Linked DNA regions of Mus musculus: region 2 is linked to region 1. Evidence: chromatin contacts called from public HiChIP or PLAC-seq data. All regions are on one chromosome and are shown on one strand. The core of a region is the stretch at or near the end of the contact, and the rest is flanking DNA. Distances in the headings are between cores, read along the strand shown.

Region 1 (4,721 bases), core at 1,598-4,097:
GCACCTCTACCAGCTGAATCATCTTGCCTGCCTTAAAGTGAATTTCCTTAAGAGGGAGAATGTTCTAGGTGTGGCTTCACAGAGACAGTGGTTACGGGCAGCCTAGCAGCAAAGCTGAAGTGGAGGCTGGGTGGCACACATGGGAGACCAAAGAGATGTGACTTCTTTCCCTAGCCTCTTTGGTGTGTGTGTGTGTGTGTGTGTGTGCGCGCGTGCGCGCACTTGTAGAGGCCAGAGCCCCAGTAAAGTCTGGAGGAAGGAGGCTCAGCCTCGAACTTGTTCCTTAGCAAATCAAAGGCTCTTAATCCAGGTCTGGGAGCCCCTCACAGGAGCTCACAGGGTGTGGAAGCAAGCAGAGGCACGTGACCATCCTCCCTCCCATCCTGAGCCCAGCTCAGCACGGATTCTACAGGAAGGAAGGCTGGGTCGCCGCTACCTCACGTTCTATGCACTTATGATTTATTATTATTTTCTGAGACAAATCTCTGAATGTGGCCAAAACTGATTGGGAATTCTATGAAGTCTAAGCAGGTCGCAAGCTTCTGGCAATTTCCCCCAGCACTGGGATCACAGATTTGCACCACCAAACCCCAGTAGTTTGTGCATTTTAAGATTGTAGCTGTGGCTGCCTTCAAATGCAGAGATCCATGTGTCTCTGCCTCCCAAGTACTGAGATTAAAGGTGTTTGCCATTAGACATGGCTAAATTGTTTTTTTTTTTTTAATGTATGTGTGTGTGCCTGAGTGTAAGCGTGTACACCACATGCATTAAGGTTCCAAGGAGGCCAGCAGAGGGCGCCAGCTCTCCGGAAACTGGAGTTGCAGGACAGGTAGTTATGAGCCTCCATGAGGGATGCTGGGAAATGAACTCTGGTCCTCCGCAAGAGGAGCAAGAGCTCGCTCTTCATCACCGAGCCATCTTCGCAGCCCCTGAACCAAGGGAAGATGTTTACTGATTTTACCCCACCAAAAAAAGAAAAAGAGAAAAATTCAAAGATTTCTCTCCCCCAAATCCAAAGAATATTGTTTTGAATCTTTTAGTAGATCAGACTAGATTGAACATAGAAATCCACCTGCCTCTGCCTCCCAAGTGCTGGGATTAAAGGTGTGTGCTATCATGTCTACTACACACTTATATTCTCAAAAAATACTTTTTGGAGTGGCTGAGAAGGCGCACTTCAAACAACTTAGCTCTACAATCTAAGCTGAGGTCTCAGCGCCTTCTGCTAGGCAGCTAAGCATCATGGTCAGAGACACAGGTATCATCCTGAGACCTGTCCCCATAAACATGTCAGGGCAGCACTAGAGATGGACCAGGGTTGCAGTCTGGTGGTGAGAGGCCTCCTGGTCAATGAAGGGAGAGGAGTAGAAAGTCTGGGGGTGGGGGGTGCTGTGTACTAGGAGGCCAAAGCCCAGTGTCTCAAGCCTGTCTGTGCATTTAGACACTATGGGCTGAGCAGTGTGCTGGTGCCCAGTGAGGTTCAAAAAGAAAGTACTCAAGAAAAGTCAGGAGGGGAAACCAAGTCAGGGAAGGGCCAGCTATCGGGACTCTTCAGCAGCAACCAGCAGCACTCCGCTTCAGGTGACAGGGCTTGCAGAAGAGGTGGTCATTCAGTGGGTAGCAGCCTTGGTCGGTAGGTTCCACAGACAGGAGCACGCTGCAGTCCTGGGGATACAGAAGCAAGTGTGGGTGTCTCCAAGCCTGGATCCCGCCAGCACGGAGCTTCCCCAGGGGACCTCAGCTCCCCCCACCTTCTTCATTTAAAGATAGGATCTTTTTGTTTTGTTTTGTTTTGTTTTTCGAGACAGGGTTTCTCTGTGTAGCCCTGGCTGTCCTGGAACTCACTCTGTAGACCAGGCTGGCCTCGAACTCAGAAATCTGCCTGCCTCTGCCTCCCGAGTGCTGGGACTAAAGGCGTGTGCCACCACTGCCCAGCCTTAAAGATAAAAAGCTGGCTTCAAACTAAGTAGCCAAGGATGACTGAACTCCTGATCCTACCACCGCCTCGGTTTTGTTTTGAGAAAGACTCCCTCTACACATCCCAGGGTGCTCTGGAAAACTAAGTCTATCCCGGGCTGGCCTGAACTCCCGATTTTCCCACCTCAGCCTCCCAATATTAGGATGTCAAGTATTTGTCACCATGCCACCTTCAGGTTTTTCCAACTTAAATGGAGACTATAAGCTATCTCCCAAGACTGCTGTGATTTCCTAAGGTGATGCGTATGACAGTCTTATAATTAAAAAGCACTTTCCACCTCTAAGAATACTGTCATCTTTCCAACAACTGTAAGAAAAGACACGGACTGCGGACCAGAGTCAGGTGGTCATGAACAATAAATAGGTGGAGACCCTCTTCCCCCCTGGGAAAACTGGAACCCAGTTCTGTTCTGGGCTGCTATAGTTTGAGATTTACATCTGTGGGGTTGTTTGTTTGTTTTTAAGGGTCAGTTTAAGACAGGGTTTAAATGCAGTCCCAACTGAAATGTAATTTCCTGGAGTCCAAATCCTGACTTGCCAGGCAGCCTCAGCCAAAGTCACTGTGGACAGGAAATAGGGGTTATGTGCTTAGCCAAGCTTTTATGAAGGCTTGGTACTTTCGGACTCTATGGGGCTCTGGAAGAGCTAACAGCACTCAATCTTCCTCATTGGCCTCTCCTGATACATTATCAGCTGCATGGACCTTGAACTCTAACTGACAAAGTCAGAGACCCTAGGAAGTAATCAGTGTCTCTCCCAAGGTCCTCATGGCCCTGCGTTATCTTTTAAAACAAATACAAGAGAATAAATGTTTAGAATTACTCATTGCTGATTAAGGGGCCCTGCCCTGGGACTCTCCACACAAGTGAAAAACTACCACTTGTGTCTTTATCACCAGAGCACAGAAAGCTTGGAGCTACGGGGCTGGCAGTGTCAGGGAGGGAGTTAGGCAATTCTTGAAGCCCCACTGCTGGATCAGTCCCAAGATCAAAATGGCCGGGTGCTGGTGGCACATGCCTTTAGTCCCAGAACTTAGGAGGCAGAGGCAGGCGGATCTCTGAGTTCGAGGCCAGCCTGGTCTACAGAGTGAATTCCAGGACAGCCAGGGCTACACAGAGAAACCCTGTCTCGAAAAAGCCAGAAAAAAAAAGGGGGGGGAAGAAAGAAAGAAAAACTAAGTTGTAGTTACCCAGTTCTGATCACAGGCCCTTGTGTGAGCACTGTCCAATTGTCCAGCATTTCCTCTACCCTTCCTTCCTTTCTTCCTTCCTTCCCTTCCCTTCCTTCCTTCCTTTCTTTCTTTCTTTCTTTCTTTCTTTCTTTCTTTCTTTCTTTCATGTATGTGAGTATGCTGTCGCTGTCTTCAGACACACCAGAAGAGGGCATCGGATCCCTATTACAGATGGTTGTGAGCCAACATGTGGTTGCTGAGATCTGAACTCAGGACCTCTGTTAGAGCAGTCAGTGTTTTTAACTGCTTAGCCATTTCTCCAGCTGCCTTCTGTACCAGTTCTAAGCAGCCTCCCAGCCCAGCGCAGCCCAGCTGGTTCCTTCCCTCAGCCTGAAGTGCTTACCCCTTCCTGGTCCCATCAGCTCTCACCCCTTAAGCCTTCTGCACTCTAGACACACCTAGAATCTTCCATGTTTTGAGTCTTCAACTTGACACAGCTCAGAGTTATCTATAGGAGTCTCAATTGAGGGACTGCTCAGATCAGATCTGCCCGTGGCAGGTCTGTGGGGATGGGGACGGTCTCTTGATTGCTAATTTATGTAGGAGACCCCGGCTCACTGCAGGAAGTGCAATTCTGAGGCAGGGGACCCTGGGCTGTATAAGAAATCTTCCTGAAAGGATGCCAGAGCAAGAGAGTTTGGGCCAGTAGGCAGCATTCTCCCATGGTTTCTGACCCTGGTTCCTGCTTTGATTTCCCTTAATGGCGGATCTTTTCCTCAACCAACCTGCTATTAATTATGGTACGTATCATGGCAACAAACCCATGCCAGGCCAACCAGGAGCCTTCTTGGCGGTGGGGGTAGAACCCCACAGTGGAGTCTACTTTGGGGGCTTCTAAGGATGCAAACCTGAGCCAGCTATGCCCATGTGCTGTGCCGACACTCAGAAAACAAAGTAAAGGCAGGAACAGGAGGTAGAGTGATAGCCCAGGGATATCACTTGCTAACGATGCTGTCACCACCCACCATTCTGGAACATATTCTCTTTCCATAGTAAGCAATGTGAGCACACAATTAACTGTGATATATAGCCATGTGTGGTTGGTTTGTTTTTGTTTTCGTTTTCTCTGAGAGTGGGTTGATTTCTCTGTGTAGCCTTGGCTGTCTTGGGGCTCGCCTCAAAATCAGAGTTCCAACTTCCTCTGCTTCCTGTACTGGGATTAGAGGCGTGCGCCATCATGGTCCAGTTTGCCACCTATGGTATTTTTTTGTTTTTTGTTTTTTTGTTTGTTTGTTTTTTGGTTTTTCAAGACAGGGTTTCTCTGTGCAGCCCTGGCTGTCCTGGAACTCACTCTGTAGACCAGGCTGGCCTCGAACTCAGAAATCCGCCTGCCTCTGCCTCCCAAATGCTGGGATTAAAGGCGTGCGCCACCACGCCCGGCTCGCCACCTATGTTTTTATCTCCATCTTTCTCAGCCTCTGCTGAGGGCAGTGAGCAGGAGAGATTCTGGCACAGGGCTGCCCATGGCCACAGCCCTTCACCTCAGCTCCACTCACCTCACAGCGGTAACAGT
Region 2 (4,721 bases), core at 1,486-3,985, 350 kb after region 1:
GTTCTCTGACCTGTGTCTCCAAAGTATTTCCTGCCCAGTCTAGGGGCTGTGTCTGCTTACTGTTCCCTCTGTCTGGCGGAAGCTTTTAACTTGTCCAGTTTTGTTTTTGCTTCTTTGGGGTTTGAGGGATTGCATATAGGATCCCTGCCAGAGTCGCACAGTGTTTGCTCTGCAGTCTGTTTTCTGTCCTGGTAGATGGTGGGTCCACTCAGGGTCGGGTGTTACTGCTCTTCCTGATGTGTCTGGTGCTGTCAGCCAGCTCTGAGGTCTCACAGCTACTTACTGCTTTTATTGGCCTGATGTAAGGGTGTCGCTAAGGATGTTTCTGGTTGCTGTAGAATTCTTTTTACGAGCTTGTGGTGGAGGTCATCTATGGGGTTGGTACCCAGAAAGGGCTTCATATCTGTGAGCTTGCTTGACATTTAACTATGGACTTGAACCCAGGGCCCTTGCACGTGCTAAGCAAGCCATGTATCTTTAGGTCTATTTTCAGGTCTCTCTTTACTTTTTATTTTGAGACATGGCTTTGACAAGTTTCTAAGCTGATCTTGAGTTTTAGCCCAGACTGGTCTTGAACTACCTCAGCCTCCGGGCAGCTGAGATTTCAGGCTTCCTCGGACAGCCCTGCTGTGCTGTGCTTTTACATAGTGACTACACAACCAGCAGGCTTTTCCTTGCCCCTGCAACTGCTAGGATAAAATTGTAGTTTATTTATTGATTCATGATAAACTTTTTAAAAAGATTTATTTTATGTGCATAGGTAATTTGCTTGCCAGTATGGCTGTATACTGTTTGTGTGCCTGGTGCCTGTGGAGGCCAGAAGAGGGCATTGGATGCCCAGAACGGGAGTTACAGATAGTTGTGAGCTGCCATGTGGGTGCTGGGAATCTAACATGGGTCCTCTGGGAGAGTACTCAGTGCTCTTAATTGCTGAGTCTTTTCTCTAGTCCTGATTATATATATGTAGACACACACACACATATGACAAGCTAGTAATAAGACATACATATACATATTACTAGCTTGTCTTTTCTAAACAATTTTAATTAATTAATTAATTAATTAATTAATTAATTAATTATATGTAAGTATGCTGTAGCTGTCTTCAGACACCACAGAAGAGGGCATCAGATCTCATTATGAATGGCTGTGAGCCACCATGTGGTTGTTGGGATCTGAACTCAGGACCTTCGGAAGAGCAGTCAGTGCTCTTAACCATTGAGCCATCTCTCCAGCCCTTTTCTAAAGGGTTTAAACTCTCTTCCTCACCCTACTGACTTATCCTCCTACCTCAACTTTTACTGACTTGTTCCTACCCCTTCCTTGGTGATTCATTTTACGGCATTGCAGGTTGCATCGTCCAGGAACCAAGGCAAAGAGACAGCTAGCTCCTTGGTCAGGCCTCATCTGAGCTCCAGGCCCTTACACGGGAGCGTGGCAGTCCTGAGTTCTGGATCCTTGCCTTACTTTGCTGGACTCTGCCGCCTCTGGACACCCACCCATCCATTAAGGCCTCCCATCAAGGTGGGGTCCAGAGCAGCTGTGTAATCAATCCTAAGGGCTTTGGTGACATAGTTTCTCATTAGGTGCTCATGTCCAAAATGCTCTAGAGTTATGTGGGCAGCTTGTTAAAAATACAGACTCCGGATCCACCCTGTAGCGGGGGCCCTCACCACACGTGCATGTCAATGTGTTTAAAGAAAACCCCTCAAAAATGGATGCAAAGAGACTTAGATGCCCTTCTTAGTCCACCAAGCCCTGAAGATCCTTCTAATACATACTTACATATTTAAATATTACATATTTAAATTTAACTCACATTTGCAAGGTTGGTTGTTGCTCATCTACTTTGACAGAGACTGGCAAAGGTGTGTGTGCCTATGTATATATGTGTGTGTGTGTGTGTATGTGTGTGTGTGTGTGTGTGTGTGTGTGTGTGTGTGTACATGTGTATGAGTCCCTTCCATGACGGGGACCCAGGATGAGCAAATAATACTGCAGTTTGTGAGACTGTGTGCAGCCGTCTCCTCATTACCCACCATGTCAGAATTGTGGGTCTTAACAGAAACCCAGGCCAGTATAATGGAAGAAGTGGTTGAAGATGAAGGGGTTAAGAGTCCTGGGTTTAGATCTTGCCCCATGCACTTCTAAGCCAGGAGCTAGTAACAGCCACAAGAGCAGCCGAGACGCGTGCACTGTGCGGAGGTCTGTCTGGTTATGCGCGGTGTGGTCAGCCGGTGTGTCTCTCTGAAGATCTGTGTTTCCTAAGTGGGAGCATCAAGCCACAGAGACGGCAAGCAGCCCACAGCCAGAGGGGAGCAGGAGGACGACCTGAAGCCTGGCTGCAGGGCCCAGCAGGCCTGCAGGAGCAATGGTCCTCTTGTCTCTGTGACTCCTACCTCTTTTTGCTTAGTCAGGCGATTCTCCAGGTCCTGTATTTTCCTCTTCTCCTTCTCTAGAGTGTCTCTCATCTTGAGTTTCTCATACGTGTTGTTCTCTGAGATCTGGAAGTCAAGGAGGGGTTTGGGGGTGAGCGCAGAAGAGAGGGTGTGGTGGGTTGGTTAAGAAAAGTCCCCCATAGGTTCATATAGGTCTTGTTGGAGAAACTCTGTCACTGGGGGTGGGTTTTGAGGTCTCAAAAGCCTACTTTCTTGCTTTCTGCCTTCTGATCAGGAAGCAGCCGTCAGCTACTTCTCCAGCACCATGAGTACTGCTGTGCTCCCACCATGCTCCTGTTGTGTTCCCATCATGCTCCTGCTGTGCTCCCACCATGCTCATGCTGTGCTCCCACAATGCTCCCGCCTCTGTGCTCCCGCCATGATGATAATGGACTAACCCTTTGAAACTGTAAGCAAGCCCCTAATTAAATGCTTTCTTTTATAGGGGTTGCCTTGGTCATGGTGTCTCTTCACAGCACTAACACAGTGACTAAGACAGAGGACAAATGAGCTGCACGGGGAAGCCAAGGTGAGTCACCATCAAGACCAGTGACTCAGAGGTTTGGGACAAGAAATCATGGAACGAGGTGCCTGCCAGAGTGTGAGGTGTGAGAGGGAGAGAGAGGATATGATGAGTCTGGTGAGCAGGGAGCCACGTGTCTCAGTTAGTCACAGGAGCACCAAGTGGGAGGGGCTTCTTGTTCCTGGAAACGACCTGGTCACAGAGTGTTCAGTCCCTGAGCTGAGCCACTGTCTAACCTGGTAGGTGTTGGCACGGGCACAGGTTCACCCTGGGAAGTCCCTGGCTTTCGGGGGTGGGGCAGAGTGCTTAGAACTGTTTCCCATTCCAGCTGGCACGACTCCTGGTAGCTTCAGAGAAGAGCTTTGTACTTTACATACGGCAACCTTTATCCCATCGAATGAGATCATTTAAATTCCCATTTTCCAGGGGTCTGAGCTCCCAGGGATCATCCGGGGTCAGCCACTGAGTGGCAAGTGTTGGCTACTTCCAGCAGCGGCGGTGGGTAGTGGCGTGACCTCAGACTGCATGGCTGCCGGGCACACCTGGCTGCAAGTCCTGCTGGGGGTGGGGGGCACTGGGCGCTCCTACCTCCTTCTGCTGGGTCAGCTGATTCTCCAGGTCTTGTGCCTTCCTCCTTTCTGCCTCCAGCATTTCCCGCATTTTTCTTTTCTCTTGAGCCACACTGTTCTCCAAGGCCTGAAAGGCACAGTCAATAATACCAGCTTCCACTTAGTAACAGGATGGGCAGCTGCGTCGCCCCCAGAATGACCTCATCCCCATGGCGCCCCTGTGGGGAGCTGCTGCCGAGGGCCCTTTCATTCTTTATTTGGGTTATAGATCAGGAAACCAGGAGCCAGAAGAGGTGAGGGCTCAGGGCTATGGCGGCGGCACCTGTTAAGAGGAAGGTCAGGGTCCTGAACACAGCAAACACTCGGGCTGAGTACAGAGGCTCTGGGAGGGACCAGGACCTGAGGGAGAAGACTCATTGGTGACGACCTTCTGACTAGTGAAGCAAGTTTCGGGAGGACGGAGGGGTGCAGATGAATGAAGCAGTCACCACTAGAATTCTTCCAGCATCTAGAAGGTTCAGGGTGAGCCTTCCGGGGATGTCTTGGATGAGGGGAGAGCTCCGGGTTAGCTCTCTGCTGTCCCTAGCCATGGAATGCCATCTGGTCCATCCATGTCTTGCTGTCTTTATTCAGCTAATGGCCTCAACCGCAGGTTCTACCTCCAAGGTCCTGGCTCAGTAGCCAAAATCCCAAGAAAAGCCTCGCCAGCATTCACAGGGCTTCCTCCGGCACCCGGCAGGGCATCGGGTGTTTGGAACTTACAACAAGATTTCCACTAGAGTCCACAACGGGGGAGAGGATTAGCCTTCGGAAGGCATTTAAATCCTCAAGAGGTGGAGAGGATAGAAATCTCTCCCGCTTTTAAGATAGTTTTGTGCGGTTCACACCTGTGATCCCAACACGTGGGAGGTGGAGAAGAGGCGGCTAGGAGGTCAAAGGTTATAATTGGCTACGTAGTGAGCGTGAGGCCAACCTAGGCTAACAGATCTTCTGTCAAAACAAAACAAAACAAACAAACAAACAACAAACATCCCAAGAAACCAACAAAAAGCTCAGTGGAGGGGGCTCAGTTCTTTCTGGGAAGAGACTACAGTCAGGTCCTGTGACCCCTGAAGGTCAGTGTAAGCCCCAGCCCCTTTGCCTGATGCGTTAAAACCAATCTTTTTTAAGGCCAGGCCTATAACTCTGCAT

What was found. HiChIP or PLAC-seq counts read pairs in DNA pulled down with a chosen protein or histone mark.
Region 2: a contact with region 1 is called in a FOXA1 HiChIP or PLAC-seq map of pancreatic cancer cells. The contact joins two enhancer-like sites. A contact is called at or near these places in 2 of 115 datasets of contacts at active chromatin or transcription factors (embryonic stem cells and pancreatic cancer cells) and 1 of 9 other capture datasets (liver).

What each region holds. Positions count from the first base shown.
Region 1 is chr4:141,576,279-141,580,999 of GRCm38.p6, forward strand. It overlaps Fblim1 (filamin binding LIM protein 1), which reads right to left. Exons shown (of 9, transcript NM_001163256.1): 8 at 4,705-4,721; 9 at 1-1,665. The coding sequence ends at 1,552. Among named protein-coding and RNA genes, the nearest start is that of Fblim1, 21 kb to the right of the region's middle. Within about 2 kb of position 2,848, at least 18 of the 459 cell types and tissues checked have an H3K27ac peak or open chromatin away from gene starts, as enhancers often do. A contact at or near this core is called in pancreatic cancer cells, where this site is marked.
Region 2 is chr4:141,925,981-141,930,701 of GRCm38.p6, forward strand. It overlaps Fhad1 (forkhead-associated (FHA) phosphopeptide binding domain 1), which reads right to left. Exons shown (of 32, transcript NM_177868.4): 17 at 3,550-3,657; 18 at 2,400-2,504. Gm35295 (a long non-coding RNA gene) reads left to right here. Exons shown (of 3, transcript XR_390916.3): 2 at 2,884-3,200. Among named protein-coding and RNA genes, the nearest start is that of Gm35295, 7.4 kb to the left of the region's middle. Within about 2 kb of position 2,736, at least 78 of the 459 cell types and tissues checked have an H3K27ac peak or open chromatin away from gene starts, as enhancers often do. A contact at or near this core is called in pancreatic cancer cells, where this site is marked.